Linked DNA regions of Mus musculus: regions 2, 3, 4 and 5 are each linked to region 1. Evidence: chromatin contacts called from public Hi-C and promoter capture Hi-C data. All regions are on one chromosome and are shown on one strand. The core of a region is the stretch at or near the end of the contact, and the rest is flanking DNA. Distances in the headings are between cores, read along the strand shown.

Region 1 (5,510 bases), core at 1,504-4,003:
AGGTACCCAACAAACATGCACCCACTGTAACATACACATAAGGAGTGGTAACCATTATTCCTTATCAAATGCCTTCTATTTCCCAGACATCTTGCTAGATGGCTTGTATTTCACATCATTTTCCTTAATTTTCAAAAAAAAAATTCTAGAAAATAGATACTATTAATCCTGTGACCACACAGAGACCTAGAAGGTTGATGTCTTGCAACCTTCCATGAAGTCAGCTAGAATTCAACCCCACCTCTCTTGAGCCAAATATCCACATAGCAAGTAGTCTCTCTAGGGACCGGGATTTTCTCTGCTCAACGAGGTGCTTATACTCCGGGGTCTCCTGGATCTTCATTTTATTTGAAGTCTCTCTGCAAACTGGCCTTTGAAATTTCCAAGTTGTTCAGTGCAATGAGCTGAGAAGGGCTGTGCTTAAAAGAGATGAGTGAAGGTCGCAGTGGTGGTCACAAATACCTCCAGATGGCTTTTAGCCAAGCATCGAGGCAGATTTTGTAATTTAAGGAAAATCGACATGTGGCCCTTTCAGCATTTCTGAGTGTCCTCTGTCAGCTCAGCACTGTGACATTTGCTGTGTGGTGCCTGTGCACTGGACCCTGTCCACAGATAAGAACAGAGGCTGAGCCCCAGCCTAGGGGACATTCTCCAGAGGCCACCAAGAGAAGAAAAATTAGCTGAACTCAAGACTTCAGAGGCTTGAGCTTTTTGCTGTAGAGATGGTTCTGAGCATCCGAGTATCTCAGCATCTTCTCTGCATCCAGGTTATTGAATCCATACTTCATACCCAAGTCGTAGAAATGACATCCCCCAATGATGCTAACAATAGGTCATGGGCTTCCTCTGTCAGCAACAGAGAGAGTCTGGACTTTGTTCATTTACTGTAATCCTTCCCCTTCTCATTTCTGTTTCTCTTCTCGCCCAGTTCCCCTGGAGCAAAGCGGGGAAGCAGAACCATTTCCAAACACTAACAGTGTTAGTTCCGTGCTCAGAGAAAAGAGGCTTCCGAGTAATAACTTTACCCGTCCTTTAGTGCTGTGGGTCTTGGCTAGCCTTCAGGTGAGACCCCTAAAATGACCACCTTTGGACATGGGCATGCACAACCCAAAGCAGCAAACCACTAAAGGGAGTTTAGCTGCCCATGGGGAATTTGTAGCTACAGTCACCATCTCAGTGAGGACAGATATGAAGAGTCAGGCACAGAGAGTGACTAAATGTGATGATGAGTCTCTTCTGAGAAAATGGGAGGGTGTGTTTGCTCAAGGGAGGCTGTGTCTGCTGCTCTATGGGTCCATAGCCGATGCTCTAGAAGCATCGGGGAGACTCATCAGAACATTTGAACGATTCCAAAAGAAGCTTGCCACATGAATCAAGCAGAAGTGCCACACTGTAGGTCCTGGACAGAAAGTGCTTGCCCTATGACCAAGAGGACCTGAGTACAGCGCTCACTGGATAAAGACAGACACAGCATACTCTTGGAGCCCCAGGGCTGAGGACTTGGACACACAGTCCTTGGAGCTTGCTGCAGCTGGTCAAGTCAAGCTAGTTAGCGAGTTCCAGGATCAGTGCCTCAAAAGCTAAGGTAAAGAGTGATTTTGAAAATCACTCAAGGGCTGGAGAGATGGCTCAGTGGTTAAGAGCACTGACTACTCTTCCGAAGGTCCTGAGTTCAAATCCCAGCAACCACATGGTGGCTCACAACCATCTATAATAAGATCTGATGCCCTCTTCTGGTGTGTCTGAAGACAGCTACATTGTGTTCACATATAATAAATAAATCTTTAAAAAAAAAAAAAAAAAAAAAAAACACTCAAAGTTGGCTTATGGCCTCTGTATGCATGTACACAGGTTCATGCATTTCTATGCGTGCATGCCCATGAACCTATATATACACGCACACACACACACACACACACACACACACACACCTGACATACTCTAACGACTTTTGTCCCTAGGCTACGACCCATTTCCACTCCTCTGGCTCCAAACACCCATACAGAGTGATGTTCGCCATGCCCTGCTCACCCAAAGCTCCCTGTCTGTGGGGCAGATTGCCTCGCCACTAGACTGGAGGTGCTAAGACCACACAGCCCATCACAGACATTCGCCTTCCAGACCATCACAATTCCACCCCACCAGCTTTCTTCCATGACTGGCGCTGCCCACAGTGGACCCCGGGAGCTGATCATCTCTGGGCCCCCCTCTTCACTAGTTTTCTGTGAGACTTGGACACCAAACCCAAGCACACACCAGACTTCCCCCTTTCTCTTCCCACCTTGCTAAATTAGTTAGGACAGGATTGTTTATTCAAAACCAAAGTCCACCAAAATGGGAAGGAGCTTAGGAAGAAGCCCCCACCAGTGCGTAAAGAACATTTTTCCAAAGGGCTCCGGAGTCAGAGCAGGAGCGGGGTACAGGGTATGACATCATCCCTATGGTTGGTGGTCTCCTGGAGAAAGTCAGGGCATGCTGACGGGATAATAAGTCCACTATCGACCTGCGACCCCCTGAGGAAAGAAACACAAGTTCGGGGGTGGGGGGAGCCCCAGGTGGCGGCGTTTGAACCAGCAGTGAGACCACCATCAGATCCAGTCTTATCCACCTAGAAATGCGCTTGTATGGAAAAGCAAACAGGCCCGGGCCGTGCCCTTTGGACCTTTGGCAATTCTCCTTAAGCCAGCTCCTCCTATAAATGGAGCACTTTTCAAAGGGCCAGGCAGTCTCATCAGTGCCTGCAGTGGATCAAGTACCTGCCTGAGCTCCGCCTCCGAAGACCCTGTAGAGCAAGCAGCAGGGGCTAGGCCCGTGGCCAGGCCACAGCCAGGAAGCCACCCCACCATCCATCCGCCATGGGCCCACGAAAGCCTGCCCTGCGGACGCCGTTACTGCTGCTGTTCCTGCTACTGTTCTTGGACACCAGCGTCTGGGCTCGTGAGTTAGGGTGGAAGCCTGGGAGAAAGCCAGCGTGGGGACAGAGCGCTGGGCTGTGCTACAGACCACCAGTTACATCCTGGGGTAGAAACTGGTGGCAGGCTGGCTATTAGGTAGCTTGGGCTAGGTGAGAGGGAAGGCAGCCGCAGGGTCCTAGGGAGGGGGCGGGGGGTGATGAAAAAAACAAGATCTAGCAGGCTCCTGGGTTCCGGGTGAGGGCACTGTACAGGGGAGTTAGAAAGAAGGCTCTGGATAGCTCTAAGATAATTTAGGTTGTGAGGGCTCCCTCCTGTCAGGCCATGGAACCCACTGGAAAACACAAGAAAGCCAAGGTTCTCCTTTTCTCTTACAGAAGATGAAGTCCTGGAAAACTTAAGCTTCAGCTGTCCAAGTAAGGCATTTTTCACTGGCCGCCTTGGTACTTCTCACCCTGACGCTCCTCTCCATCCACCCTCCTGTGCCCCCGTTCCTCCCACGTAGAACCCGTTTGCTTGCTCGGATTAGGAAGCACTGCTCAGACCCCTGCAAGTGAAGACTTTGAGTCTCTGTGCACCCAGACTCCTCCAACAAAGGATCTCTGCTCTTTGTGTATTGCCTTTCTTGTCTGTACCAAGACTTGGTTCTGAAGTGGGGTAGCGATGAGACTGTGGGCACTGTAGAGAGACATTGCTGTGCTGTTTATCGATGACTAATCACTGATTCAGAGTATGTGAGGATGAAGAAATGCCGACTTTAACCTTTGTGCAGAACACCAGACCCCTCCACCCCTTCCTATTTACTCTACCCTAGGGGTCAGAGGATCAGGCTTTGCCGCAATACCCAGCTTCCTCCGCAGAGCGCTAGGATTGGCCTCTCCTCTGATGGGGCAGCATCTCCATCTGGTGGCCATATGGCAGTACTACATCCGGGTTCCTAACCAGTTATTTTTCTCACAATCAAAAAATTCCTGTCATGGACAGTGGAATCTGCCAGAAGTTTCTTTTTATGGAGGGGGTTTCTAGAAGTCAACCAGACAGCCTTAACAGCTAACTTTGTGTCCGGTACTTCATAGGTTCTAGTCACGATAGCATTTTCAAACTGAGAAAACACTTAGCCCTGTCCCTTTGATAACTTAAAATTTCAAAGGCTCATCACATGGATTTCTGCAGTTCCATTTAATCGATGCTTGGCCCTCCCTTTCGTGGAATCCCAAATGATTAAACACCATTCTCAGCCAAGATGGTGGCGATGTTAAGTCTATAGAGACCAATGGTGTGTAGTACAAAGTCAAGCACAACTAACTCGTGCTCAGTGACCTTTATCGCCTGTGCCACGGTCCCAATCTGCCTGGCAGCGGCTGCCTTTAGAGAGTTGTTTCATCTCCAGGGCTGACTTATTTCCTCTTCACTTTAGAAGATGCAACTCGATTCAAGCACCTCCGAAAGTACGTGTACAACTATGAAGCTGAAAGTTCCAGCGGTGTCCAGGGCACAGCTGACTCCAGAAGCGCCACCAAGATCAACTGTAAGGTACGGAGGACAAGGGCTGGAGAAACCTGCAGCTGAAGCCTAGCCTTGTTCCACCAGGAGCCCCTCATAGAACCTTCTAGCACTTCCCAGCACCTCAACTGACGATACCCCACTTGAATGAAGACTTCCAAATTTCCAGCCAAGTTTTCCTCCCATTAGCTTCCAAAGTGTAATTGGGGGGCATGGTCTAGGAAGCCAGCAGGATTGGCATGTAGATCTGACCATGAGAGAGATCCAGTGAGTACAGAAAAGAAGGTGGTCTTTGCAGGAGAACGCTGGGCATGCAACATTTATGGTGTCAAGCATAAAATGGAGAAACATTTAAATACCTGGTTTGTTCAAACGATAGGCTGCTTCTCAGGAGACTTGTTAGACACCTGTCTGTTCTCATAAAGCATAGCCAAGAGCTGCTATTGAGGTCTGTGTGGGAAGAGAAATCCATTTGCTAAGTTATCCTCTTCCCTCGTGGACCATAGTGCTGGTCTGTAGAGTTAAACGCAATGGGCATTGGCTACCTGTGGCCATTTAAGTTGAATAAATGCAACTTTTATTCTCACTGGCCATATTTCAATGTAGCCAACACACACCTGTGGCTCATGCTGCCGCATTAGGTCAGACAGCACAAACACGAGCTTCTCCATCTCACTGGAGTGTTCTGAAATGGTTCCAGAAAACAACCAAGGGTCCCTTTCAATTCTGCCCACATAGGAAGCTCTCATCAGGCTCATAGCTATGGTTTGGGGAAACGATGTCAGGAAAGCATTCGCTTTTCCTGCTTGCTATTTATTTTTGTTTGCTTCATTTACTTTTCTTAAGTCTCGCTCCATTCTGCATTTCTGCTAAGCAATCACCCCAAACTCTTTACATGTAAAGTGAGTACATTAAAAACCAACACAAGGACATTCTCCCTTCCGTGCATAGCAGATGCAAACATAAACATCTTAACATAGGAAGAAGAAAGCTAAGCCAAGACAAGGGATCCGTGAGATGTGTTTAGAACATGTGGTTCTGGTGACTCTCTGACCATAACCCAAATACTTTCCCCTCCATGTCCTGATTGGAGAC
Region 2 (5,316 bases), core at 1,726-4,225, 2.9 Mb before region 1:
AGCGGGAGGCACACTTCAGAAGAAAACATGGTCTTGTCGAGATCACAGCCTGGTGCCCTGCTGCACATCTACTTCTCTATCTGAGGTGGCACACCTCTGCACATACCCCTAGTGCCGCCCGAGGTGAGGGGAGCTGGGCAGGTGGGAGAGTTACCAGGTGAATCTAAAGCCACTTGAGTCTTGTGTCCTGGCCTTTGGGGATCCTAGATCAGCCTGCTTTGCATAGCTTTGGAATGTAACACACAATTTCTTATTTTTCCAGATCCCACATCTGGGAAGTGGATGCCACAAGTCTTTGGAAGGCTTCAGGACTTTGAAAGGTAAGATTCCCAAAGGCAGAGTCTGTTCCGTTCGTTGCACAGTAGGTGTTTAAGACTTCCCTGCTGACTGACAGGAGGAAGCGTTTACTTCATCTCACCATGCCTTAGCGCCTTCTTAGCTCTTCTTATTCATATAACCCGGGGAGGGCACCGTGTGGGCTGACTCTATTCTGGTATTTAGGAGAGAACAGATAGACCCCAGGGCTTGTGTCAGAGAGAGACAGCAGCACTCTCAACCCATTTAGCCTGGTTAGGATTTCTGTAACTGTGCCTCAGTAGAAAGTAGAACTCAGCTCAGAATTCAAGTATGATCTGCGTTAGCAAAGACCTGTTTCAGCAACCTTTCTGGATCCCTGTGATATCCACTCAGCCATCCCTGACACATCCCTGGGCTATGGTGGTTTGACTGAGAATTGGCCCCACAGGCTCACAGGGATTGGTACAATTGGGAGGTGTGGCCTTGTTGTTGGAGGAAGTGTGTCACTGGGCGTGGGCTTTGAGGTCTTAGATGCTTAAGCCAGGCCTAGTGTGTCTAATTCTCTTTCTGCAGATCCAGATGTAGAACTCTTAAGCTACTACTCCAACACCATGTCTACCTCTGTGGCACCATGCTTTGAAGCACGATGATAATGGACCAAGCCTCTGAAAGGATAAACCAGCCCCGATTAAATGCTCTCCTTTATAGGAGCTGCAATGGTCACGGAGTAGAAACCCTAAGACACTCCGTGCGTCTAGAGCAGAAGGAAGGTCCGCGATGTTAGGCTGCAGCAGGGCAAACTCAGCCTTGCTGACCTCACAGGTCATTCATTCTCAGTTCATGTCCGCCATGTTAGGCTGCAGCAGGGCACCAGGCTGTGATCTCGACAGCTCAGCCTTGCTGACCTCACAGGTCATTCATTCTCAGTTCATGTCCGCCATGTTAGGCTGCAGCAGGGCACCAGGCTGTGATCTCGACAGCTCAGCCTTGCTGACCTCACAGGTCATTCATTCTCAGTTCATGTTGGCTCAACAGTTTCCATGAAGAAAGCAGCCTTTACACACAGGAAATGACTTTCCAGAGGACCAGCTGGGTCCAGCTCTACCACCAGTCAGTTGCCCAGCCTCTGGGAAGGCCCATGCCTTTGTGGAAGTATCCATTGGAACTCGATTAACTCTATTAAGTGGCATTATGGATCCTCCTCTTTATTTTCTCTGGCTGGCTTAAATCCAGTTTTAAAGGGCAATTCTATTCTTGAATTATTTTAGTTTGATCCTTCACCTCTTCAGCTTTTCTGGGCTGTTGAGATTGGCTGCCTCCAGTTTCACAGCTGTTAAGTGATAAGGGACGTGGAGATAAGGTCCCTCCTCTGGAGGGGAGGGGAGGGGGGGAGGGAGGGAAGGGAGGGAAGGGAATGGGCCTGAGGTATGACTTGACCTTACCTACCTCTTGACCAAAGACAGACCACCTCCGAGGAATGCTGAGTGCCATGTGTCAACTTCTTAGCCATCCAGACCATCTTTGAGCAATGAGGCTACCTTACTTAGAATCTCAGGACCCCTGGGAAGGTAATTTGGGGGACTACTGTCAAGAGTTCAGACCAGTCCAAACCTTAGAAACCTTAAGAACAAAGAGCTGAATTTATATCTAGGGCCCACAACTTAAAATTCAAAGGTCTATGCCCCATAGAGAACAGGGCTTGACACAGCCTAGCCCTGGAGGCTGGCCTCCTGATTTAAAACCTGGGAGCATAGACAGCTGGAAGCAGTCTGGAGAATCTTTTCAGCCCCACGGTGCTATGGAGTTCCCTTCCTGCTTCCAGTTCTCTGACTGGCACCTGACAGTGTGCCGGGTATTAATTATGGTCAGAGCTTTTCAACGTGCAATAAAAAGCCTTTTAAAGCGTTCCGATGGGAGGTGATTAACTCTATTAAGTGGCATTATGGATCTTCCTATCTGTTGCTTTCATAAACATAGTTGTAGGCGGAATGTTTTATTATGGGCATAAAAATGTCCCGCATTACAATGCATAAGCACATATTGATGTTGTATTTCTTTACTGCGCTACCGCCCCAATCCCCAACCATTCTGAAAAGAAACTACATGTCTTAATAATTTATGCTCCAAGTTTTAACCAGGATTATCAATGGCAGCTTTTGAGCTTTCTCTTTTGGCAACACAATAGATCATAGTAAAAATGCACCGACAAGCGATGTGTCCGTTTGATTTTTTTCCACCTGAATCAGCAGCCCAAATTCCAGACACAGCAGTTTAGGGCAAGGCGCACGCTGAAGAATTTAAGTCTAAGCATTTAATCTGTTCTTTCCATAAATTTCTGCTGCTTGTGCTTTATAATGATTCTACCAGAGGAAGTTTATTTATATCGCAGATTCCCAGCATCAGCACATTGAGAACACAACGCAATCGCTCAGTCAATAGCTTACAGCCATGTATAATATCACTCCGGAAATCAAAAGCCCATTTGAAGAAGAGAAGACTCAGATTAAAGTCACTTTAAGACATCAATAACTTGGACTGGCTGAGGAGAAGATATAAATATCTGGCGTGCGCATATGCAAATAGGAACTCGAAGACGTGGGAACCTCCGGGTGGGACTTGCAGCACGTGAAGGCGGCGCCAGGGGCGGGGTGGGCGGTGCCTCACTGTCACCCAGGAAGGGCTAGGACACGCCTGTGCTGCAGAGTGCGCCTGCGCAATTCCTAGCTGCTGGTTTGGGCTGGGGCCCCAGGCTGCTAGAGGGCAGGGCTCTGGTGTGAAGAGCCCAATGAAGGAAAGAGGCCATCTAGAATGACACTTGCGTCATGCAACCTGGGTGTTCATCTGTATCCTGGCTTTAGAAGAGCCTGGCATAGGAGGCATGTTTTCTTCCTGTATCTCCTTTCGAGACTAGCCATTATCTTATCTCCTTCATATCTCAGGGTTAACCCTAAGGTCTGTAGGAAAAAGGAAGCTTCCAGAGAAAAGAACTTGTCTAAGCTCTCACAGCTAGTGAGCCACAGAACCAGGATCAAGCTGTACTTACAAAAAATTGAGCATTTAAACGACTGCCTTTTGCGGTTTCCTGGACACTCTCCTTAGAGGCATAGCAGGAGCAACAGCCCAGGAAAGTTTAGGGTTCATTTGAGTATACGAAGCTTGGAGTCTGTAGAGCACAGCAAAGGAAGGGGCTGTCACAGGGTGGCGGTGGGTTGGGGGGAGGTGGCTGGATCTAGGTAGTTTAGAGGCTTGGGGTAGGGCTGGCTGTTAGGACCCGCGGAATGGGGGTGGAGTCAGAGGAGAAGAGGATCTCTGGGAAGAGGCAAGGTAAGTCCTAAGGAGTCTGGAGCCAGCCAGGTCTGGTTAGGCTACCCTTGAGTTGCAGAGGGGGTGTTGGGTCTTCTGGAGGAAGGGAAGACACAGGGAGAGGCTTGTGGAATCCCAGGGACAATTGGTGAACCTATTGCCCGTGACCAGAAACAACCAAGGCCTTAGTGGCTTGCTTATCTTCTTCTCTACAGCCTCTAGGATTGCACCTTAGGAGAAGAAAGAACATTAGAACTTGGCTGTGTTCATGGTGTGGCTCAGCACTGGGCAGAGACCCGTGCAAAGGAGAATGCAAAAAGTACCTGGCCAAGCGGGAAAGGGAGGGCAGAGCGTTAGAATGAAGTTAGCGAAACGCACAGAAACGGAGGATCGCAACGATTTGAGGGTGACTTTTGCTCAGCTGCTTTAGCCTAGTGGCCCCCTCTGCTTCTGTGGGTAGCCCCGATCCCATCCCTCTGGGCATGCACAACTGCATTCAACAAGTGTTTACTGAGGACGGCTATGTGCCAACGCTGGGAATACAGCAAGGAACAAACAACTCTCACTGCAGGGTATCTGGTGACCCACAAAATGTGTCCCTTTTTTTTTCTAGGGCTGGGTAGCTCAGCTAGTTTAGGGGGGTGGGATAGTGATGCGGAGGGGGAGCGGGTGGTGTTTTCACTTAGGCATTGGCTGCATTTAGACCCTGAGATCTGGGCAGATGGCCTACAAGAACCTTGGGGCTCAGTGGCATACGGTTGCTCCTCCCTTCTCCCAGCAGCCAATGCTCCCCACTGAATTAAAGCTAGCAGGGCACTTGAACCCCCTGCTGGGTAAGATCTAGCTCTTCCTGGGAAATGGAATACACTGTCCCTTCCTCCAGTGTTCTAAGTCACAACCCAGCAGGTGCTTGGCAAAGCCGGCTAGGTCAGTAAGGAATGCAGTGGAGATCATGCACTATGTGCAGAGGCAGCCTGGCTAACTTGAGGTGCTCTCTAGAGGCGCTCTCTTGGCTGTATGGAACCTTCTATCAGAGCTTCTCTCATTGACTCAGAGTGGTAAGAGATGCTTGCATGGTGCCTCCAATTGGTTCCTGTCAACAGGGGCCTCAGCTGCCACCTGCCCTAGGGCACTAGTTGGAGTCACGGAGTTCTGGTGGCTCATAGTTGAGTGCTGGGGTGTGATTCTCTGGACATCTGTCCACTCCTGGCTATGTGAACCAGCTCTTGCTGATTCCACAAAGAATCTCCTCTGACTTCCCAGGCTTCTCTGAAAAGCACAGATGCGTATTTTCACAGCTTCCTATAGCGATTTCAGGGTGAAGCTGCAGGGGTTCTGAAATAGTAGGTGGGGAACTCTGAGGATGCCCTTATAATTCCCCATAGAGGGTAGGTAACCCCCCACTGGGTTGTGGGAGAACATCTGTGTCAGTCAGCAGGGATGAGGGGCATGTGGGCCAGGTGGAGTTGGGCAGAGTGATCTCGGGTAGCTTGGGTGTGATCTCATCACATGCCCCCAACTGGGGTACTCACAGATGACATACCAGTTCTCTTTCCAGGAGTCCCTCACAGGATGGAGAGAATGGGTGCCAGAGGGGCCAGGCCTGCCTTAGGCTGGCATCTGGCCTGGGGGTTCTGTGTGGGGATCAAGGAGGCTCCTGGAGGAACGTCTGGCAAAAGGCAGGATGGGGACGTCAGCTTGAGCAAGAACAGCGAC
Region 3 (5,185 bases), core at 1,789-4,288, 2.7 Mb before region 1:
CTCATGTACACATGGCTTCTCCGCTGCCTTTGGACATCCAGCCCTATGGACATGTATTTCCTTCCCAAACATCTCCACAACATACTTCCTTCATGAGAAGGCCTGGGAAGTCCCTACGGTAGGCAGCAAATCCGAACTCTCCCAAAGGTTAGCCATGCAGAGTCTCTTACTCTATAGCTCAGGGTTGGCTGAGCTGCAGGCACAGACGGGGGTGGGGAGTGGGGGTCTCATCCCGGGTCTTCCTGATGCCAGCTGAGCCCTGTCTCTCAGCCCATGTGCCTACACAGCTGCACAGCCTTCTTCCCTCCCAACAAGAGTCCATCCCTCTGCAGTTGGTGGCCTGGCGCTGAGCCAACAATCTTCATTCTCTAAATGTTTCTCAGCTTGCGGAAGCCCTGCTCTGGCCCTTCTTCTCAAGTGTGGGTGACCCAGCCTTGTTCAGCCTGACACTCATATGCCAACCCACAGACCACAGGCCACTCGTGTCTCCAGGCTCCCCAACCTCTTCAAATTAAGAAAACACTATAGTCTTGCCACCTTGTGGTTGCTTTCCCCTTCCCGGCACTGAAACGGGATTGAATCTAATGCCTCTAAAATGCTTGGCGAGCACTCCACCCACCCACCGCTCAGCTACATCCTTAGTCTAGTCTTACTTTTTATTTTTATGATAGGGTCTTGCTAACACTGCCAGGCTGACTTTGAGTTCACTCTGTAGCCTAGACAAGCCTTGGATTTGCGACCCTCCTGACTCAATCAACCTCGCAAGCAGCTGGCTGCTCGGCTTCTGTGGCTCATTTTTTGAAGGCATTGTTTCAACCTCAAAAGAAAACAAATTTAGATTTGAGCGCCAGCATGAGCCCCCATCCACTCTTGGTGACAAGCATCTCATGAGGCCTATCGGTTGTGCCCTGGGTATGGGTGACAGGGAAAGGTGCAGAAGGGCTGTGGCCTGCCACTAGCTGCTGTCCCTGGTCTCTTAGCCTCCACTCTGCAAAGCTAAGCACCCTGCAAGCTGGAATGTTTCCCACACCTACCACTGAGCAACACTGCCTTTGTGCTCCAGGAAGCCAGTGTAGGAAGTTAATTGAGTTTCAAATTTGTTTCTTTTTTTAAATTTTATAATGCAATTAATCAAATTCAGTGTCTAAATTCAGTTCTCAAGTTCAGGCCGGGCAGCATGTGCCACACTGAACCTGGCATGGCCCAGTTTACGAAAGGTTAACTCTTCTTAATTTGGCCAAATTTGGCTGGTTCTTGTTGGTGGGATTCCATGGGGATAGGGGTAAAGGAAGGTGGATGACATTTCTGAGATGCACCCTCCATCGACAAGGGCAGTGGGGCCTTGTTGGCTTGGCTGAGGTGCCCTGCGGAGAAGTTCCCTGGTTGTCTTGGTGATATAGTTATTTAAAGACACATCTACGGGGCATGGGAGATACCCTGGACCCAGACATGAAACTAGATGGTGTAGCCTATGGACGAGGGACACACGAGAACACGTTTCTGAATTTTTTTAAAACCCCAAAGGATTTCCTTTGAAGACCTGTGTAGCAGAACCTACGACCATTTCTATAATGTGGAATCAGTTGCTGCTGAGCTGGAAATAAGTGAGATTTATGGGTGAAGAATGTCTCGGGTATCCAACCTGTAGCAGCCCCTCTCTACTGTCAACCATAGTCAATCTTGGTGTTTATTAAGTTGTAATAAGTGACTTAGGTTTCAGGGAAAGCTCCAGAACTGTTGGTGAGTGAGACCTTGCTGGTCCTAGAGCAGGTTGCACTAAAACAGCTCCTTTCACGAGGCTCTGAGAGCAGGCCCTTCCATTCATGCGGGTCATGGAATTCTAGGAGAAGTGACGAATACCCTTACCCAGCACTGTCTGACTGCAGGGCAAAACTCCAGACAGGGCACTCTGGCTAGCTTCGTTATCGTGCACGGAGCACGGACCGGCAGGAGGAAACAGGCCTGAGCTGGACACTGTTTGAAACATGACAAAACCTCAACATGTATCTCTTTGTTCAGAGGGTGGCCATATCTGGTCTCAGCTGTCTGGCATGTATGTGGCTCTTGTCCACCATGGCTTTGAAGTTTGTCAACACTGGTGAGGAGGAAGAGAAGGCTTCCAGCCAGTCTCCTGCCTCACTAGTAACAGTTCCGCTCCTCGAAGTCTCATGTAGCATCCTGATGTCAATCTGCGCTTTTCTCTGATTATTGTTTAATGTGTGTGTGTGTGTGTGTGTGTGCAGGTGTGGTGTGGGGCCAGCGTTGATTGTGAGTGCTTTCTTTAGTCACCTTTCAGGAGTTGCTGAATGATTGAATTTCACTGATTCTGTACAGTCTAGAGAGCCAGCTTGCTCCAGGAATCCCTTGTCTTCCATGCCTGCCTGGCTTTTACATGGGCTCTAGGATTTAAAGTCCAGTCCCGGCACTTGTAGGGAAGTGCCCTATTCAGTGAGCCACCACCCCTGCCTGCTTGACACTTCTGACAGTGAGCAGACCCCGTATAGCAATATTCCTTCTCTCAAGCTACACAGACAGTAAAACATTTTCCCCTACTTTTTGGCTCTGGCGTGGGGGACCCTTAACCAAGGCCTGTGCCCTTCCAGATGGAATGTGGGGTTCCAACTCTACACAGCTGCAGACCTCCTGCTCCTGAGTTCCTGAGAGGAGAAAAGCAGAGATGGGCAGGGTGAGAACCTTCCGTGGCCTCTGCTCTCAGCAGATTCAGAAACAGATGCTTAGAATTGGGTCCAGGTGGGGTGTAGGAGCTGGGCGAGGCAGGCCAGCAGGGCTGGATTTGAAGTAAGGGCATCTTAAGGTAATGGGAAATGTTTTTTTTTTTTTTTCTTCTTCTTCTTCATTCCGAGGCTTGCCAGCTTCCAACTTTCTGTTTACTGCATTGAAAAATATTCCACACGATGGAGGAACTATTTTCCAAAACAAAATGCTAGTATTCATCAGGAGGCGCGGGCTGTGCAGTGTGAACAATTCACTTTCGTTAAGTACCATATGGCCGCTGGTAGGAAAACGCTAACATGTTTCAACAGTACAGCTGGGGTAGGGCTCCTTTATTCACCGTGCAGATGGCTCTAATTGACATCTCTCCTAAAACAGGTCTCCAGCATTTCTGCAGGATCATTAGAGTAATTAGTTATTAAATACCATCACCACTTTTAGAGTGGGGGTCTGATCCTTGGCAACGCTCCACCGTGGTGGAACCGACAGAATGGCTGAGAGACCTGGGGTGGGGTGGGGGAAGGCTCGTGGTAGAGGCGTGCTAGCCCCTCGTTCTTCCTTCTGAAAGTCCTGGCCATTAGAGGACAAAAAGCCATGCAAATTCAAGGCTAGCCTTTGAGAGAATCTGGGCAACTGAACTACTGACTCCCTGATCACCCCCCTAGTTAACTCTATTTACTGGGGTTAGCAACTGCCCTCAGTGGTCCACTGGGGTGAGGCTATGAACTGCAGAGCAAAGGAAAAGAAGCATGGGGCTACCATTCTGTGGCTCAGCTGGCCTTGATGCTTGTCCAGGACTCAGAGATCCTCCCTTGCTACTATGGAGTGACAAACAGTGGCCTCACAGGACACAGAAATGCCTGAGATGCAGGCCCTGACACTGTGTTAGGTGTCAGTGGTAGTGTGCAAGTGATGGCCCCACTCAGGTTGTCTATGTCCCGACTGAAAGGTCATTTGCTCAAGGTTAGGGCCTGGACCAAGGGATCTCAATGAGCTGCAGAGGCAGGCTCAGAGTGGGAGGCTGCTCCAAGATGAGTGCTGGGATTTTGGGCTGGACATAAGCTGTTTCCCGAGTTCGGTCTCAGTGGTGAGTCGTGTATATCAGTTAACAGCCACAACATCCGCCCTTGCTCTCAACTGCTCATTCTCTCCATCACCTGAGGTACACTTGGGGTAGACAGACAGCTAAGGGAGGAGGAGAGGAATGTGAGGAGGACGGAATACTGCCATTTCTGAAGCTGAACGCAAAGGGTCCTTTGGGATGAAGATACTGCCATGACCCAATTCCCCTACCCATGCAGAACCCAACACACTTGGGTTCATACTCGGTTAACAGGCGACCCAAAGCTACAGTTTGAAGGTACTTGCTAACGGTTGGATGTTAGACATTTATGCCTCAGTGTGTTGGGAGGTGGAACCTACTGGGCTGTGTTTGGGTCATGAGGGCTTTGCTCTTAGGAGGAGATTAATGACATCATTGCTGCAGTGGACTAATCATTATTAGACAAAATGATGCCTTTCTGTTCTTCCAACTCCCTGTGAAAGCTCTCCTGCCCTTCTGCCTTGTGCCATAGGATGACACAGCATGAAGGTCCTCACCTGACACCTGGTACCTTGATACTAGAACTATGTATGTGTGTGTGTGTGCATGGACATGTGCGTGTGTGTGTGTGTGTGTATATATATATGTATAAAATAACACAATATACATATATGCATATATGTATGTACATGTATACATTTATATACATGCTTTCATGCTATCTATTATATACATACACACATACACACATATGCAATTATATAAAATATACATATATACATATATTATAAATATTACATACACATATATAAAACACACACACACACATATATACATATACATGTATATGTATATATATATCATATATCTAGTGTATATATAGCATTATAGCATCACAAGACAGAATAAGCCTGGTTTTGACCTCAAAAACATGTCTCTAGTGATAAGGGGTAGCCAAGGTTGGGCAGGAACCCATGGGGATCACTCCCACCGCAGAAGCTTTGAGAAGAGTCTCCAGTCATCACAAAGCATAGTCTTCCCTGATGCAGCCAACCTTCAGATCTGTGTTTCCCTATCTTGACCCCCATACAACACTCCATGCTGTCAGCCTCGCCAGGGTGGCCAGAGACAGCGCTGTGAACCAGGACAGTTCTGCACAACAGAAAGGTGGCCAGTGTGTGTGCACACCTTGAAGTTTCTTCAAAAAAGCACATACGTGTATCTAGAGGTGGATATGGATCCAGGAAATAGCCTTCCCTCTGAGCTCATTCCCCATTGATTGAAGGTTAATAGCGAGGCATTATTAGTTTAATTTCACAGTCTAATCAGTTTCCTGCTATATCGATTGAAAGACTTGGAGTAATTGTAATTGTGTGAGGCTGAAAGGCAGAGCTCTAGGCCGAAGGAGTA
Region 4 (5,329 bases), core at 475-2,974, 2.8 Mb before region 1:
GAGCACCATTGGAGAGTCTCAGCACGATGAGAGGGAAGCGCCATGCAAAACTGCTGCCGTTTAACAGGGCGGCTAATTAAAAGGAGCGACATGAAAGGCCTTTTTCGTTCGAGTCTGAGTTTTACATCTTTCTGTGCAGGGAATCAAACATATGACAACAGGAGGACAAGGAGCTATAACCCCCAAACAAGAGTGGCCTCCAAATTAGTTGTCTGGTGTCTTTCTGTCCGGTGGATGTGGCTGAGGCTCATTGTTGCAGGGGCTGGGGTCACAGGGAGGAAAGAGACAGTGTGGTACCTATGGTACATGCACAGTGGAGTTTAGACTAAATGTAGCTCTCAACAGCCATTCTAGTCTCTGCCATATCATGGCAGTTTGCAAGGGCACACAGCTGACAGCTTGGAGAACCTTGCTAGTTCTGCGGAAGGGAGGCTCCCTGCTTAAACCCCTCCCTTCAAAAGAACAGAAGCCTCTATGTCAGTGATTCCCAAACTTCCTAATGCTGCAGCCCTTTAATACAGCTCCTCATGGTGTGGTGACCCCCAACCATAAAATCATTTTGTTGGTATTTCATAACTGTCATTTTGCTACTATTACTAGTACTTTAAGTAGAGTACACACTCTCCCTTAAATGTGTATGCTGAGGGAGAGATGTTCCTTCTGCTCACGTGGATTCGGGCACTGAGAGGAGCAGATGCCCCAAGCACAGGATTCTATTCCTCCTCATCACATTGGCTAAGTGACTATTTTCTGAGGTCAACCCATGATCAGTGAGTTGTGTGTGCGCGCGCCGTGCATGTGAGTGTGTGTGTGTGTGTGTGTGTGTGTGTGTGTGGCAAGCATGCATGTAGAGCTTGAAGTCAGTCTTTGGAGAGGTTTCGTGGTAGCCCCAAGAGTCTCTGGTCTCAGTTACTGATAGTTCAGGCATTACCATATAAGTTCTGGGGGTCAAACTCAGGTACTCGTGCATGTGGGGTAACCACTTTTTCCACTGAGCTGTCCCCTAAGCTGACTAATGCTTTTTGACAGCAACAACCCTTCTAATGAGGTAGGAGTTGGGGAACAGCTGCACTCTGGGGATAGAATTTCCTTTTTGGAGGAGGGGATAAAGACTGTTTGGAACTAGACAGCAGTAATGGTCGCCTAGGCCTGTGAAAGTTCTAAACATGCTGAATTACATACTTTCAGATGGTAAAATGTTATTTTACGTGTAGTTTAGCACAACTGAAAATAAACCCAAGGTTTCCTGAGGTCTCTGTCCGTGAAAGTTCTCCCTAACAGTCACTTTATGACTTCTCCCAGTAATCCCCAAGCCTGTGTTGTTGGGGGGGGGTGTCCCTAGAAAGGTCAGTTGTCCCCATCCTGTCCCACAAAGTTCTGTCTCTTAGCTGGCCCAAAGGTTGAAGGAGCCTGTGGGGCTTACATGTCAGTCCTTGCCTCCGAAGGCCACCAGGCAGGGCTCTCAGCAGCGTATCCTCTCGAGCTCTGCTTGGTCTAATTTTAAACTCTTTCCCATGGCAAAGCCACTCTGCCTCCCGAGTAGAGGCTGCGATTGCTTAGAAGTTCATTTCTGGGAGGGTGGCTGGTGGCTTGGCATTGTCTCCTTCCTGTCGCCCCTTGAAGCCTCCCAAATGCCGCCCCTCCCCCCCAGCACTTTGCTCTCTCTTACATATGGGCCCCTCCCCTTGGCTCGGGAGTTCACTAAGTCAAAAATCTGGGCAGGCAGACAGGCAGGGGTGGGGTTAGGAGTGAGGAGCTGGGGAGAAGAAAGGGAGGAGTGGAAGAGGCAGAGACCCGAGAACAAGGCTAGCTCCTTCCCTGGGGTTTGAACTTAGCTAGCTCCTCCTACCCCGGCCTTGAACTCCTTTGAGCCGCTCCCTTCCTGTGTCTGTGCACATGCTTAGCTTCACCTCATGCAGCCAGCAGCTTGCAGCCGGCAATCCATCTGTTAACACACTGGCCAGACCGGGGCTTGGTGGCATCGAAGTGACCCAGAAGTAGGTCTAATCCTCTCTTCTAAATGTGCTTAATACCATCGATAATCTTGTCACATAAATCTCCTGGTTAGCAGTGAGCTGCAGCTCTCACCACCAGGCTCCAAGAATCTTTCAGGATTCTGCTTCCTGCCATCTCTCTCCTTACGCCCGACTCATCTGCCATGTTGCCGAGCACGCGCTTGGGAGGACCGCCCTGACCTTTCCGGGCTCCTCTCCCACAGCAGCTGCTTGCCCACTAGGCCGACTAAGCCCAGTTATTCCCTCCTTCCTGAGCTTTGCTTGTGGACCTGCTTGGTATCTTTGGGACATGTATATTCCTGTCATGGTCATATTCTTTGTGGACTCTGGTACCAGGCTTAATTGTTTCAAAGGTTGGGAATAACCTTTTTGGTGATGGTAGTGTGTATATGTTGGTGTGTGTGTGTGTGTGTGTGTGTGTGTATTGTTGTGTGCATATGTGTTGGGGTGTATATTGGATGTGCATGTGTGCACACAAGTGCACATGAATGCATGCAGGGGCACATATATGTGTAAGCATGTATGTGCACGTCAGAAAGCTACCTCAGGTAGTCTTCCTCAAGCAACACCTACCTTGGTTTTGGAGACAGAAGGCCTCATTGGCCTGGATCTTGCCAGGTAGGTGAAGGTAGCTAGAACCTAAGCCCCAGAGATTGTTCTTCCTGTTTCTCATCTCTGGTGCTTAGGGTCATAGGTGTGTGCCACCATGGTTTCTTTTTCTTTTTTCTTTTTTTTTTTTAAATGTGGGTTCTGGGGTCTTAACTCCTCAGGTCCACACCCTTGCAAGGCAAATCCATTATTGACTGAAGCATGTCCCCAGTCCACTTTCTAGACAAATGCTCCTTTCTCATACTCTTATCTATCCCCTACCCTAGTAACTCCTCTGGCCTCGCTGCCCACAGTACACTGAAAGCCTTGATTCAGTTTGATCAGCTTGGAATTAATATCACAAAGACTTGGACAAACTTCACTGTCCATGTCTTCCCCCAAAGAAACTCAAGTCACTATATTACTTCCAGTCCTTACATTATTAGTGTGTACACCGAGAAGCGCCAATGCTATGTAAATGCAGGCCTCCTTATACCCAGGGCTTCTGCATTCTAACCCCTAGTGGGCAAAGCAGGTGTGTGTGCGAGTGGTGCCTTCCTTCAGGGCACTGTGCACAGCTCTGCTGGCGATCCCTGAGTGACTAAAGAACAAATACCCTTTGAGTGGTGATGACGGCTGCCCTACTATGGCACTGGGTTCAGCAGCAGCAGCTGAGTAAACAAGTCAACTGCAGTCTAATTCCATGCCCAGACTTCAGGGCCACTGGGTAAAGCCTCATCACAGATGCTAGAGGTCCACAGAAGTCTGCTTGGGATCCCACATGTTCTGTCACAGGCCCGTAAGCCTTGGCTGACATTTGGGTCCAGTTTCCTCTAGGCAGGTGTGTGGGTATGCCAAGGCTTTTGTCACCACAGAGGGCTCACTCTGGATCATGGACACACTTCCTGTGGTAACTGTGCAGTGAGCATCTGGAAACAGCCCACTGAGGGACAAACTCTAACAGGAGGAGTGTCACGTTCACAAATTCATCCCCCCTCCCCCCACATATATACATATTCATTCCAATGATATAGAGAAGCAGAGATGGTGACAAAGAGAATGTCCCTGTGAATGACCGTGGTAACAAGAAGTGAATGGTGAGTATTTGTAGTTTTTGTTTGGCCTGCCTGGTGTTTGATTTCAAGAACTTCCTTGGTGGCTCTCCCAATCTGAATGGGCATCAGAGACTAGCCATGTTCACTTTCTTTCTCCGATACAGCAAGAAATCCCACTGAGGGCTTGCTGTAAATGGAGGTCGTGAGGAAGTCTCACCTCTGACTCCCCACTCCGTACCCTTTTGCAGACTCTGTACACACAGAGGTGGTGTCCAAGCCCTCGGCATTTCCCGAGGGACACTGCTGTGGGTAGCGAGGGGTATTTGCTAGTGGTACTGATTTCTGTTTTAATTGCACTTTGGAAGGCTGCCAAACTGGAGTCCATATGTTCCAGAAGCAGGCACACAAGTCTGTAGGAAGCCAGTGAAAACGTTCTACATGGAGAGAAAGGTTGAAGGTGTTTCCTTTCCACACAGTGGTGGGAAGGCCTGCAGGACATCTGCTCTGAGCTTGAACTCACAGCCCACTCAGGAGGACCTTGGGCAATGAAGGAGCACAGACTGGGTACCACAAAGAGCAGAGGTTCGTTCTCTTATGGCTTTGGGACCAGAAGTCCAAAGTCAAGGAGTTGGCTAGGCTAGATTCCTGGAAGAATGCTCTCCTTCTATTCGCTTCTGATAACCCCCTGGATGTGTGATATGAAGTTCCTGGACTTTTGATGGCCCCACTCCAATCTTTGCCTCTGGCTTTACATGGCACCTTCCATCAGCTGCAAAATCAACCCATTTGTATTTTTTAAGAAAGCCTATCCTTGCATTAGTCCACACCCCAGCTCTAGCAGAAATATCTGAAAGTGGCCCTTTGATAGGTGATGGACAGTTCTTGGGGGCAGGGGGAGAGCAAGAGATCAAGAGAATGAGAGAGAGGGGAGGGCTTTCAAAGCTAAGAGGAAGATGGGCCTGACCACTGAGTCAGGTGAGCAGGGTAGGTGTACTAAGGTCACGGCTAAAGACCCTAAGTGTATAAAACTTGAGGGGATATTTAATCTACTACAACGCAGCCATTCCCTACATGGAGAGTAGCTACACTCTGCTTTGTCATTCATTCAAATATTAGAGAGAAGAGTCAAATCTCTTTGGGAGGGGCCTTGTACTTTTTCTGAGTGAGATCGGGCACTGAGAAACCTCAGGGAACTCACAAGTGAGGTGGGGACTTATGTAACATAGAGTGTAGACCTTCCTCCGTCAGCATGGCATTCCAAGAAGGTCCCCATGGTGGGAAACAACCCAGGTAGCTGACAAAGCTGTTGCCAGCCCACCAAACTCTCTCTCCATTCCCTGAACTGTAGGAACCTTGGGCCCTCTCACCTACTCTTAGCTCAGTGCTGGGGCTTAGAAATGTTAAATAACAATAATAATAATAACACATCTGAGTGTGACGCTTTAATAGCCCATCCATCACTTCCCTACTTTATTTCAGAGACTTTAAGAACGGTGCCCTTCCTGCACAAAACATCAGGGTGCATTTATATTAAAAAAATGAAACTAATTAAAATGTTTGAAAACCATAAACCACCCCACCATAAAACAGCAGCAGCCCTATTTTTCCAGTCTAAGAAGATTTTTCTTCCTCATTTTGTGGACTGCTTGGATGAACAAACTTCAGGAGTGG
Region 5 (5,312 bases), core at 780-3,279, 2.1 Mb before region 1:
TGTCATTATTCCCCTTCTCCCAGGTTTAGCTCAGGCCACCAAACCATAAACTATTACTTTAATATCTAAAATCAGTCGTCTCTTCTACTGTACTCTGAAAAATCTAATTTCAAATTAATGTGTTTTCATCTAATCTGGGGTGTCTGATATCTGTTGGTATACATAATGTCCTGGCTAGTTTTATGTCAATTTGGCACAGGCTAGTCATCAGAGAGAAGAGAGCCTCAGTTGAGAAAATGCCTCCTTAATATCCAGCTATAGGGCATTTTCTTAGTGATTAATGGGTAGAGCTCAGTCCATAGTGGGTGGTGCCATGTCTGGGCAGGTGGTTCTGAGTTCTATAAGAAAGCAGGCTGAGCAAGTCATATGGAGCAAGCCAGTAAGCAGCACTCTTCCATGGCCTCTGCATCAGCTCCTGCCTATAGGTTTCTGCCTTGCTTGAGTTCCTGCCCTCACTGCTTTTGACAATGAACTGTTGTATAGAGCTGTAAGTAAAAGAAAACTTTCCCCACAAGTTTATTTGGTTATATGTTTTATCACAGCAATAGTGACTTTAACTAAAACACTTAGTATGCAAAAGAAGTCAAGAAATAGAGGGGAAAGAGTCTGAGCTGTAAGTGTAGGCTTCAGAAATCACTTTGTGTTTCTAAGGAGACACTGATCAACATTCCTAAACCTGAAACAATTCTTCCTGACATCTTGTGAAATCCTTGGAATGATAGGAAGATGTTTAGATCACTTGCTTGGTTGGCTCTGAGAGGGATCAGGGTTTACCAGCTGAGCTCTCAGCTATGAAACAGGACAGACACATGGCTTTGATATATACATGTATACACACAACTACACAGACACATATGCACACACATGCACACATACAGAGAGACAGAGACATACACAGAGAAACAGAGACACACAGAGAGCCAGCCAAATAGACAGACAGACAGACACAGACACATACATGGGAAGGGGAGAGAGAGAGAGAGAGAGAGAGAGAGAGAGAGAGAGAGAGAGAAGACACATAAAACTGAGAAAGACAGGGACACAGGGGCAGAGGGGCAAAGGGGCAGAGGGACAGAGAGCAGGTACACTCAACTGCAAAGGAGCAAAAGGAGCGGAGAGAGCAGAGAGGAAAATGCTGTACCAATGGTGGGTGATAACTGATGTTTTCAGCTGGTGGATTTAAATTTTACATAAAGCAAAGCTTTAGGGGGAGAAATGTATGACAAGTAACATTCTGGCATCTCTTTGTTTCCCAAGGCTGGAGTGTTCAGTGAGCTGGACTAGCTAGGACAAAGCAGTCTCCTGTGACATCTGCTGTCTTCCCAAGGTGTGAGCCAGCAGAGCCCACCCCTCTGTGTAACTTATTTCATATCATCTACACTTTCCAATAAGCCCTTACTCTATTAGATTGCTTCCTGGAAGAGCCAAATATTAAAAATCACCGGTCAGTCGGTTTCTTTATTCTGTTAGTCACCAAACTGATTTTTTAAGCTCAGAACCAATAAAGCTGTGATGGTGAAGAACAGATATAGATTTCTCTTTCCCACACACTCATATATAATAATAATAAAACTTTATTAAACAAGAGACATGTTGTTTCAGGGAATTTTTCTTTCCCTTCTCTGGTGCCCTGAGGCTAAAATATACAATCTTATTAACTTCCTTGAAGAAATACTCCATTCCCTTGGTGCAAATGCTGAACATTCATCTTCTTGGACCTGGAAAATGAGACAGGATCTTGACAGGGAGGTGCGTGGGTCACGGGTCTACCCAGGGAAATCTCAAGAAGCCAGTGTGATTAGGAGGTTCTTTTGGAATCTGGGAAAAGCCCAAGAAGCCCTCTGGATTGGATGTTCCTCAGTGTCACTGGTGAAGGAAAAAGACAAAGCTTTTTAGAGTAGGTCAGCGTGGCATGGCACACTGGGTCTGAGGGAGATGGAGATGCCATTTAGTCTCCCGTCCAATCAACAGAAGAGGGGGTGGAGGCTAGAACAGCAGCTGCAGCTTTCCCAGAACTGCACAGAATCAATAGTGGCACAGGAAACAGAAGGCTGGCGCTCTGTTGTGAGCCACCTCCTTCTCTGAGTCCCACTCAACAGTGGCAGATTGATCTCAGATCCTGGAAATCCATCTGTGATGGTAATAACATGGGCTCCACATTCCTCAGGAGATCAGAAACCAGGCTGCCTCCTGCATGCCTGGCCCCAGCAAAAGCCAGTCATGCTACTCTTGAAGCAGGAGAGGCAGGCAGCATCTGTAAACATATGCTGAATGAAGAAATGAGCTATGAGATCTGGGGAAGAGTGAGATTGAATCACAACACCCAGGGTACAAACCCAGCCTAAAGAAACGTCAATAGCAGAATGGATGAAGTAAACACATTACATATACACAACGGAGTTTTATTTGGCTGTAATGAGAAAAAATGTGTCATTTACATGAAAGTGGGAGAATTGGAGATGATCATGTTAAGCGAATAAGATGGACTCAGAAAGGCAAGATTGCATGTTTTCTCTCATATATAAAATCTATATTTAAACAAATGCATATATATTAAACATGCACATATATATTTAACATATTATGCATTTGGCATGAAGATAGAGGGTCTATGAGAATGGAGGAATGGGTCTAACATGAAAAGGAGAAAGGGGCAAGGGGAGGTAAGGGAGAAGAGAAAGATAAAATGTGCCTTTACTCAGGAAGCAGGCTGACCTTGGTGCTCTCAACCTCTTTTCTAGAGTTAGAGCCTTGACAAAGCTAAAAACTGACGGTGTAAGCTGGCACCAAAGCTATTCTGAATGGTTACCTTTGGCTTACCACAAAAGACTGATTTGGCACAGGCAAAGGGCTAGGGTTACAACAGGGACAAGGGGGACAGAGGGACCAAGCTGGAGATGACAGCTGAGAGGCAGCGTGCAGGTCTCAGTTTCTGACCAGCCCTTGATAAAGGAGTAGACTTGCTTAGCAGGGGCCAGCCCACAGTTCTCTACACAGTTGCATGAGAACATTCCTCTGAAGTCAAGGACTGATCTAAGTTAGGTTATGTCTCCCTACATCCATGCTTTGAAGGCCGAATTCCCAACTGATGTTTGAAAACAACAGTTTTAAATGAGGTAATAAGATTAAATAGGAACATAAGGATGGGTCCTAGTTTTTAAGGACCTGTGTAAGACAGGAGACACCAGAGTGTTCTTAGCTCTCGTTCTGAAGATGCTACACAAGGAACAAGATGGGGGCTATGAGACAGCAGAAAGAAGAGCGTCAGTAGAAGTCAACCCTGCTCGTGCCTTGACCTTGGCCTCTGCATCCTCCAGAACTGTGCCTTTCTGTGGTTTGAATGACAAAAATCTTTGCTACTTCAGCTGATAGTCCTTGATGGTTAGCATATATGTTGCTGCAAGGGCTGGAGTCTCAAAAGAGAAACTTCTAGAAGAAGGTGGTGCCATGGCTGCCCCCTATTATTACTTGCTGTAATGTAAGGGAGCAGTAGTCTCTGCTTGGAGAGTCTCAGTAGCCATGGCCTCTTCCATCTGTAATATTCTACCTTTTATCCTCTACTGGGGCCCTAGAAATAAAACATATCGTTGTTCCTGTCGTTAGCTAGATTTTTCCTGGGGAAAATGGGAATGCATGGCATGAGCTCCGAAGGCCATGGCAGGTAGAAGTCTCTAGCCTAGATATACCATTGAAAATGGCAACAAACAGATTTGTCATGAAGGATGCTATAATATTTTTTATAGCAGAATGAGAGACCATTTAACAGTATATAAAGAAAGCAACATTGAACTAAATTTCAATAAGTAGTTATGTGCATTCCAGATTATTTAGTTAAAGGATGTCTTGCTTAGCGAATGCTAATGATGTAACTGTCAAATGCATATGATTTTCAAAAAAATGTCCTCCAGACATGTGTATTATACAGCTGATACTTGCAATACACAATAGTTACAATGCCCTGGGCACATTCTTATATTCTCTTTTTCTCTACTCATTAGAGCTATAGGTACCCTTTGTACATCCCTCTGCATCCACTCAGGAGGCATCATTCCAGCTCTGGATGTTGGATTCAGCTTCCACCCTGAGCCTCCCTGTCCACTAAGGTTTTCTGTAGATCCCATTTAAGATCAACCACCAACTGTTTTCTAGGCAATTACTGTGCACTTAGCTCTGTGTTTTGCTGAACAGTGAGATAGGAACTGAAAAGACCTCGAGGTTACTTCCAACTTGAGAGATGGGGGAGTTTGCATGGACATCTATCCTCTGGGAACACAGACTTTACTATCTCTGTGAAGCTTCCACAATTGTGGTCCTATTAATCCCATTTCCTCACAATCACAGATATAGACTCCATTACTTTTCGTTCTTTCTCTGAACATGTAGTCTATCTATAGAAAGGATCATGTGACAATAGAAAACAAATGAGAGAGGCATGTGTAGTCCAGTCTCAGCTCATAAAACCTTCATTTTTTTTTTCTTATTTTCTAGTAGTAGAAAAGGATGAACAAATATAAAATGCTGGGACCTTTGGAGATTATCGGATCCACTATGTATGTGGAGTTTGGATCTTTACTGACAGTGTGGAGCAGAGGCCCCTAGCAAGTAGCCACATGGGACTCAGATAAGAGTAAGAAAGAAACTTTCACCATATTAAATCAGAAAATTAAGGCTGATTTGTTCTGGTAATTAGCTTGAACAGATTAATACACTGCTGGACTTGGAAGTTGGAAATAAGAGCTCTTTGACCTCTAAATTGAAGGCACCCTGTGATAGAAAACTCAGGAGCATTCAAAGTTTAATTTTCTAATTTCATAGAGCCCTGGGTGCAAGCTGTGGTCAGTCCATTTGCAGAGAGCCCGCCTCTGATATGTGCTCTCTCTAACACCTCTGGGCTATGACGGCATCTGTGAGGAGAGCAGGAAGTCTATGAGCAAACCTCACTCATGATGTTCCCATGACGGAGGCCATTTTTTTAAAATGTAGGTGTTATTTCTTGATGTAGAGTATGAGTTGTGTTTTGTTTTGTTTTGTTTTCTTCTTATCTCAGTAGGATATTTCGATTCATCCCATAAGTAAATCCTCCCACAAAAAGTGGAACAGCTTTAGTTTCAGATCTCCTCAGGTTGAAGACAGTGAGTTTGGAGAGAGGGGTCTCTGGTGAACTTTGCAAAGCCTGCTGGGCTCCCAAGAGCAAAGACTCTGGTAGTAACAGATGAAATCCACAACCCATAGGTACCTGGTGGCAGACAGGTTAGCCAGGCGCACAGCTGGGGGGCCAAGACTCTTAATGTGCATCCTAACTTAATTGAGAG

The links. Promoter capture Hi-C pulls out the DNA fragments that hold promoters and counts their contacts. Hi-C and Micro-C count contacts between places; a contact is called where the count stands out from the background.
Region 2: a contact with region 1 is called in a promoter capture Hi-C map of embryonic stem cells, with 8 times the contacts expected there. The contact joins the enhancer-like site here to the promoter of Apob in region 1. A contact is called at or near these places in 8 of 39 promoter capture datasets (3T3-L1-derived adipocytes, the C10 cell line, cranial neural crest and 5 more) and 4 of 484 Hi-C or Micro-C datasets (the N1E-115 cell line, cardiomyocytes, pre-hematopoietic stem cells and 1 more).
Region 3: a promoter capture Hi-C map of second pharyngeal arch cranial neural crest shows a contact between it and region 1. The contact joins the enhancer-like site here to the promoter of Apob in region 1. A contact is called at or near these places in 6 of 39 promoter capture datasets (cranial neural crest, embryonic stem cells, frontonasal cranial neural crest and 3 more) and 2 of 115 datasets of contacts at active chromatin or transcription factors (astrocytes and embryonic stem cells).
Region 4: a Hi-C map of stem cell-derived motor neurons shows a contact between it and region 1, with 4 times the contacts expected there. The contact joins the enhancer-like site here to the promoter of Apob in region 1. A contact is called at or near these places in 2 of 39 promoter capture datasets (cranial neural crest and embryonic stem cells), 1 of 484 Hi-C or Micro-C datasets (stem cell-derived motor neurons) and 1 of 115 datasets of contacts at active chromatin or transcription factors (embryonic stem cells).
Region 5: a promoter capture Hi-C map of hippocampal neurons shows a contact between it and region 1, with 4 times the contacts expected there. The contact joins the enhancer-like site here to the promoter of Apob in region 1. A contact is called at or near these places in 6 of 39 promoter capture datasets (the C10 cell line, cranial neural crest, embryonic stem cells and 3 more).

Annotation. Positions count from the first base shown.
Region 1 is chr12:7,974,924-7,980,433 of GRCm38.p6, forward strand. Apob (apolipoprotein B) reads left to right here and starts at 2,754. Exons shown (of 29, transcript NM_009693.2): 1 at 2,754-2,937; 2 at 3,290-3,328; 3 at 4,330-4,445. The coding sequence starts at 2,856.
Region 2 is chr12:5,116,911-5,122,226 of GRCm38.p6, forward strand. All of the region lies in intron 5 of Klhl29 (kelch-like 29), which reads right to left. Among named protein-coding and RNA genes, the nearest start is that of Gm51980, 160 kb to the right of the region's middle. Within about 2 kb of position 2,976, at least 73 of the 459 cell types and tissues checked have an H3K27ac peak or open chromatin away from gene starts, as enhancers often do. A contact at or near this core is called in the N1E-115 cell line, where this site is marked.
Region 3 is chr12:5,236,938-5,242,122 of GRCm38.p6, forward strand. All of the region lies in intron 2 of Klhl29 (kelch-like 29), which reads right to left. Among named protein-coding and RNA genes, the nearest start is that of Gm51980, 43 kb to the right of the region's middle. Within about 2 kb of position 3,039, at least 25 of the 459 cell types and tissues checked have an H3K27ac peak or open chromatin away from gene starts, as enhancers often do. A contact at or near this core is called in second pharyngeal arch cranial neural crest, where this site is marked.
Region 4 is chr12:5,190,352-5,195,680 of GRCm38.p6, forward strand. All of the region lies in intron 3 of Klhl29 (kelch-like 29), which reads right to left. Among named protein-coding and RNA genes, the nearest start is that of Gm51980, 89 kb to the right of the region's middle. Within about 2 kb of position 1,725, at least 76 of the 459 cell types and tissues checked have an H3K27ac peak or open chromatin away from gene starts, as enhancers often do. A contact at or near this core is called in stem cell-derived motor neurons, where this site is marked.
Region 5 is chr12:5,854,557-5,859,868 of GRCm38.p6, forward strand. The region is part of intron 2 of Gm9548 (a long non-coding RNA gene); the gene reads left to right. Gm32442 (a long non-coding RNA gene) reads left to right here. Exons shown (of 3, transcript XR_001780544.1): 3 at 1,258-1,591. Among named protein-coding and RNA genes, the nearest start is that of Gm46333, 9.5 kb to the left of the region's middle. Within about 2 kb of position 2,030, at least 16 of the 459 cell types and tissues checked have an H3K27ac peak or open chromatin away from gene starts, as enhancers often do. A contact at or near this core is called in hippocampal neurons, where this site is marked.